2 separate regions of the Mus musculus genome follow, and region 1 is linked to region 2. A link is a contact called in public promoter capture Hi-C data. All regions are on one chromosome and are shown on one strand. Each heading gives the region's core, a stretch centred on a gene start, on an enhancer-like site or on the middle of the called end of the contact. The rest is flanking DNA. Distances are from core to core; before and after follow the strand shown.

Region 1 (2,928 bases), core at 198-2,697, 150 kb after region 2:
TGCCCTGGCCTCCAGCTCTCAAGTCTCATGAGCCTGCCTAGCAGTGCTGCAGCATAAGCACACATTGCCACTCACAGCAACTGACTTTGAGAATGTAAATAAAAATTAATAAAATTATCATCCAATAGCAGAATTTGGAAAGATGCACCAATCACACAGAGGACTATCTCACTAGTATATACAGAATGTGAGTATTCTATGCTTTGAGGCCAAGTAAGATTCACAGTTCCACCTATCATCAGCAAGCTGTTCCCTAGAAAAGTCCTGGTTTATCTTGGGGAAAAGTAGAGGAAACAATTCTTTTCTCCCTGAATTCTATGAAGCTACTAGGTGAGGAATAAGTCAGAATGCATTAAAGAGCTTAGGCGTGTGAGGGTACAGGAGCTGGGCTCTTAAATCTGCACTAACAAAAACCCCATACTGTACTACTTTACAGTAAGATATAACAAGTCTTGCATGGTGCTGCACACTTGTAAACCAGAGGATGCTGAGCCACCAGGCTGAGTAGCCTGAGGGTAGCCTGGGCTGCAAAGTGAGACTGTCTCGAAGTAAGTACACAGCATGTAAGAGTTGCTGGATTTGACTCACAGGACAGAGGGAGGGTCGAGAGAACATGTAAACGTGGAGCGAGAGTAAAGATAAAGAGCTGAGTTACTCTGAAGCGTTCACTACCCACACTTGAATACTGCAGTAGAGGTCTGTGATGTAAAGACATTTGGTAAGGCACTCCAAAAACTAGAAAGCGCTTTCACTCATACATCAACAGAGACAAAATGCTACCTGCAGAAAGAAGGCTGCTTGTCTTGGCTTAAAGAGCCCACAGTGAAACCAACCCTCACATTCACCAAAAGCAAAGTAGCTGAATAGAAGTGTAGCCCATCCACAAATCTCAGTATGCAGGCTGCAGCCATCCTAGGGATGGGGACAAGGGAGAGTGTTTTCATTCGGGAATGAATGCTAAGATGGATGAAAGGAAGGAATGTTTGATGCAAAGGAGCAAATATAAACAACCGATAGTCTTTATTTCCTATGTCACATAAAACTCCAGCAGTCCATTAAACTATTGCCTAAAAACGTAAATATTTTAGGCACAGTATTTTACTTTATATCCTAGTAATGAAAAATGAAAAACAAACAAACAAACAAACAAACAAACCCCCACCGGATTCCATTTAGCAGCCTTAGTGTTATTTTGAAACACATAAAATGCAGGAAAACTACAATTAGAAGGACCAAGACGCTCAGCACGAGACACGCGTGAGAACCCAGGTTTACAGGCTGGATTTGTAAGCTTGAGATGTTATCACATGCTCACAAACTCTCCTCCTTAGGGACAGAGGAGAGAAAGGACACAAAGGGAGGAAGCAGACTCTAGACTCCACCTATCTGGCTGTGAATCAGCCCAGTAGAAAAGCAACTGTACAGCCTGCAGCAGGCTTGGGTATGGTGGGGGTAATGACTGTATTCAGTGATCAGGAATGTAAAAATCATACGTAAGTCAGGCAGTGGTGGTACATGCCTCTAATCCCAGTGCTCAGGAGATAAGAGACAGAGGCAGGGGATCACTGTAAGTTCAAGGCTAGCCGGTTCTACAGAGTAAATTCCAGGACAGCCAAGACTATATCGAAAAATCCTGTCTCAAAAACACAACAAAACAAAACAGCATAAAAAAATTTATTGGGGCTGGAGAGATGGCTCAGCAGTTGAGCACTGACTGCTCTTCCGAAGGTCCTGAGTTCAAGTTCCAGCAACCACATGGTGGCTCACAACCATCCGTAATGAGATCTGGCGTCCTATTCTGGAGTGTCTGAGGACAGCTACAGTGTACTTATATATAATAAATTAATAAATCTCTAAAAAATATAAATTGTTTTTAAAAAAAATTGTTATCCAGTGTGGTTTTACACACCTTTAATCCCAGAATTTGGATCAGTGAGTTTGAGCCAACCTGGTCTACAGAGCAAGTTCTCAGACTAGCCAAGGCTACACAGAGAAACCGCATCTCAAATCCAGTTTTTCCTAGCTGTTTTATTTGAACTTAACTTTAAGGCAGCTAAGGATCTTACCCAGGAACATGAGGTAATCAGTCACAGATATCAAATCACATGGTGAGAAGTCATCACTTTGTGACTATAATAAAGTCACGGGTTTAGGCAGTATTATTCACAGCTGTTAAAATCCTTAACTGAAAAGACCAACAGCTGAACTATTAATTAATTTTAATAGTTTTGAAGGAAATTCATATTTCCTGAAATGATCAGTAGGAAGGCTACAACATCATTTATGAAGTATTCTTTTCAAAGAAACTGAACCCAAACCCAGACCAACCCTTTAGGGCTAAGCTGTCCAATACAGTAGTCACCAGCTCCATAGTTCTATTTAAATAGATAGGAGTCCATAGTCTAACTCTAACAGTTAAAACGAGACTACTCCAGAACTGACAAACATTTTTATTGTGACTACAAAAGGAAAAAAGGCCCAAGTCTCTGCACTGCCACATGCAGGTCTAGCCCCAGTATGCCAGATTACACAGGGTATCAAGAAACAGATAAAACCCTTGAAAACCACCTGCCACCTGCAGCAAGCAGGAAATACCGACATGGTTAACTACGGTCGCCAAACGGAGGACGGAGAAACAGCCACGGTGGGAATTAGTATAGACGTATTGTTCAGACTCAACTTAATTATGCAGTAAACCATTTTTTGGCCAGGATTGGTGGTACACTCCTGTAGTCCTGTAAAGGGTCAGGAGAACAGGACCCTGCCTCTCCCCTCCGATCACACGGAAGGAAGGAAGCAGGACCTGTCGGTGCACAACTGGGATCCCATCTCTGTAATCCCATCTCTCAGGAAGCAGAAAGCTCTACAAGTTAGAGACCAGCCTGGTCAGGCAGGCCAGGGCTTCATTGTGAAGTACTGTTTCAAAAA
Region 2 (2,700 bases), core at 112-2,611:
ACATAGCCCCCCCCCCAAAAAAACCAAGTTTTAGAATAGTAGCTGTTCTGATCGCTTAAGCTTCCTTTATCGTAAATGCTTACAAACATATAACAGATGAAGGTGACCACACTGAATAGAAAACAGGCACAATACTGATTTTTTTTTCATTTAATTACTTATCATTCATGTGCTTTAAAGCTGTCACACTTATAATTACTGCACGATCCGAATGTTTTCTTTAAAAGAACAACCTGGGGCTGGGTATGGTGATGCACATGCCTTAAGTCCCAGAAACTCAGGAGGCAGGTGGATCTCTGTGAGTTCAAGACCAGCCTGATCTACATATCAAGTTCCAGACCAACCAGGGCTATATAGTGAGACCCTGCTTCAAAATAACATACACATACATACATACATACATATACACACACATACATACATACATTCAAATCTGGTATTTGGGTCTGGAAGGGCAGCCTAGGAACTAAGATCACTAACTGCTCTTCAAGAAAACCTAGGTTCAGTTCTCAGCACCCCGCTCACAAGTATCTGTATTTCCAGTTCTAGAGGATCCGATGGTCCTCGCTCTCTTCTGACCTCTGAGGACACCAACCACACACACACAGGGTCCACAGACAGATTCATACAAGTCACACACTCACACTCATAGTAAAAATAAATAAATAAATAAACTTAAAGAATATTTTCAAAATAGTTTAAAAGACAACAAACCATTTTTTTAAAAATCTAGTATGTGAATTACCTTCACCGTTCCATCAAATGACCAAGAAAGCAATCTTGAATCTTGGAGGAGCCTGAAGTCCTTTACCGTTTCCTGGTGGGCTTGCAAAAATACATAGTCCCCTGTCTGCCAATTCCATACCTTCATAGCAAAGAAATAAGTCTGTTACAACCTTCCCCAGTAACATCCCACTGGAAAGAGTATGTAGTCTTAATTCTTGTCACAGTGTTTCAAACAGAGAAGGAACAAAGAATACTGTCTCCGTGTTCCACAAAGAGAAAAAGTTGAAGTTAATTAGCTTGATACGGGGGACAAAATAAAACACTTTCCTCCTAAATAAAATTTGTTTTCTTCAGTTGCTTAGAGAGTAGTTAATTAAACCACAAGATAGAAAAAAAAAAAAAAAAACTACAATATGCCAGTGAGCTCACCATCTGATTAAATTTTCCAGAGAAAACTGTCCCAATTATATATCTGCAGATTTGCAAGCCTACAAACCGGGTAATACTGCAGACTGTTGCCAGGAAAACCGCCCAGAAAGGTCAGTGAGCCGGAGACATGTGACAATGGATCACGGAGCTTCTGAGCTGCCCAAGTCGGAGATAGCCCTTAACGTAGTTCTCAGTGTCCAAGAAGAAGCAGTAGGCACTGTAAGTCACATGTGGCTCGGGGGAGACGCTCTGAGCCACGAGAGAGAGGGAAGAGTTGAAGCAGTGCCAACAACCGGGACAAAATAACAAACACCAACAGCTGAGACACAGCAGTGAACAGAAATTTCTATGTCGTGTCAATATGCGGAACGTCCATTACTAAATCAAAGCAACAGTGTTTGCCGGCTTTTAAACCCTTAACTTCGATTAATTTAATAAACATGTTTCCAAGTCAGGCAAATGTGAATCAAACAAGGGCCTACCGTGAACAGACCTGAGAAATGAGACATTTAAAAAAAAAATCTGTCACCAAGATACAAACGACTGAAGAAAGAGTATTGTGAAATTCAAAATAGTGATGGCTTCAACACTGCTTGGTAGAGGCCAGGGCTCAGGGGCGTTGGGGTGGGGAAGAGAGCTCAGCAGGTAAGAGACTGGCTGCTTTTGCAGAGGACGGGATAGAAAGGGTCAGGCAGACAGTTCAAGAAAGGCACCTATCATCCACTCAAGACTCTTAGGTTCTAACTAAATCCCCAAGGTAACAAGGGAGTTGATCGGGATATGAAGGCCCTACCTTCATTCATGTGATTGGTGCTCTCTTTATTATTTTTTTTATTGGATATTTTCTTTATTTACATTTCAGATGTTTTCTGCTTCCCAGGTCTATACTTCACCAAACCTCCTATTCCATCCCTCCTCCCCCTGCCTCTCTGAGGGTGCTCCCCCACCCACCCACACACCCACCCACTCCCATCTTCCCGCCCTGGCATTCCTCTACACTGGGGCATCAAACACCCTCAGGCCCAAAGGCTGCTCCTCCCACTGCCATCCTCTGCCACATATGTGGCCAGTGCCATGGGTCACTCCATGTGTATTCTTTGGTTAGTAGTCCAGTCCCTGGGAGCTCTGGGGAGTCCGGCCAGTTGACACTGTTGCTCCCCATATGGAGCTGGAAACCCCCTCAGCCCCTTCAGTCCCTTCTCCAACTCCTCCATCGGGGACCCCCCCCCCTCGGTCCAACAGTTGGCTGTGAGCATCTGTTGGCATCCATAATAGTGTCTGGGTTTGGTGACTGTATATGGGATGGATCCCCAGGTGGGGCAGTCTCTGGATGGCCTTTCCTTCAGTCTCTGCTCCTCACTTTGTCTCCATATTTCCTCCCATGAGTATTTTGTTCCCCCTTCTAAGAAGCACTAAAGCATCCATACTTTGGTCTTCCTTCTTCTTGGGCTTCATTCATATGGTCTGTGAAATGAATCTTGGGTATTCCGAACTTTTGGGCTAATATCCACATATCAGAGAGTACATACTGTGTGTTCTTTTGTG

What was found. Capture Hi-C pulls out chosen DNA fragments and counts their contacts.
Region 1: a promoter capture Hi-C map of adipose tissue shows a contact between it and region 2. The contact joins two enhancer-like sites. A contact is called at or near these places in 2 of 484 Hi-C or Micro-C datasets (Th2 cells and neutrophils), 2 of 115 datasets of contacts at active chromatin or transcription factors (extraembryonic endoderm stem cells and intestinal villus epithelium) and 3 of 9 other capture datasets (adipose tissue, liver and pancreatic islet).

The regions. Positions count from the first base shown.
Region 1 is chr10:91,155,119-91,158,046 of GRCm38.p6, forward strand. It overlaps a transcript of Tmpo not described here. Among named protein-coding and RNA genes, the nearest start is that of Tmpo, 15 kb to the right of the region's middle. Within about 2 kb of position 1,448, at least 62 of the 459 cell types and tissues checked have an H3K27ac peak or open chromatin away from gene starts, as enhancers often do. A contact at or near this core is called in adipose tissue, where this site is marked.
Region 2 is chr10:91,000,265-91,002,964 of GRCm38.p6, forward strand. It overlaps Apaf1 (apoptotic peptidase activating factor 1), which reads right to left. Exons shown (of 27, transcript NM_009684.2): 23 at 746-865. Among named protein-coding and RNA genes, the nearest start is that of Apaf1, 81 kb to the right of the region's middle. Within about 2 kb of position 1,362, at least 22 of the 459 cell types and tissues checked have an H3K27ac peak or open chromatin away from gene starts, as enhancers often do. A contact at or near this core is called in adipose tissue, where this site is marked.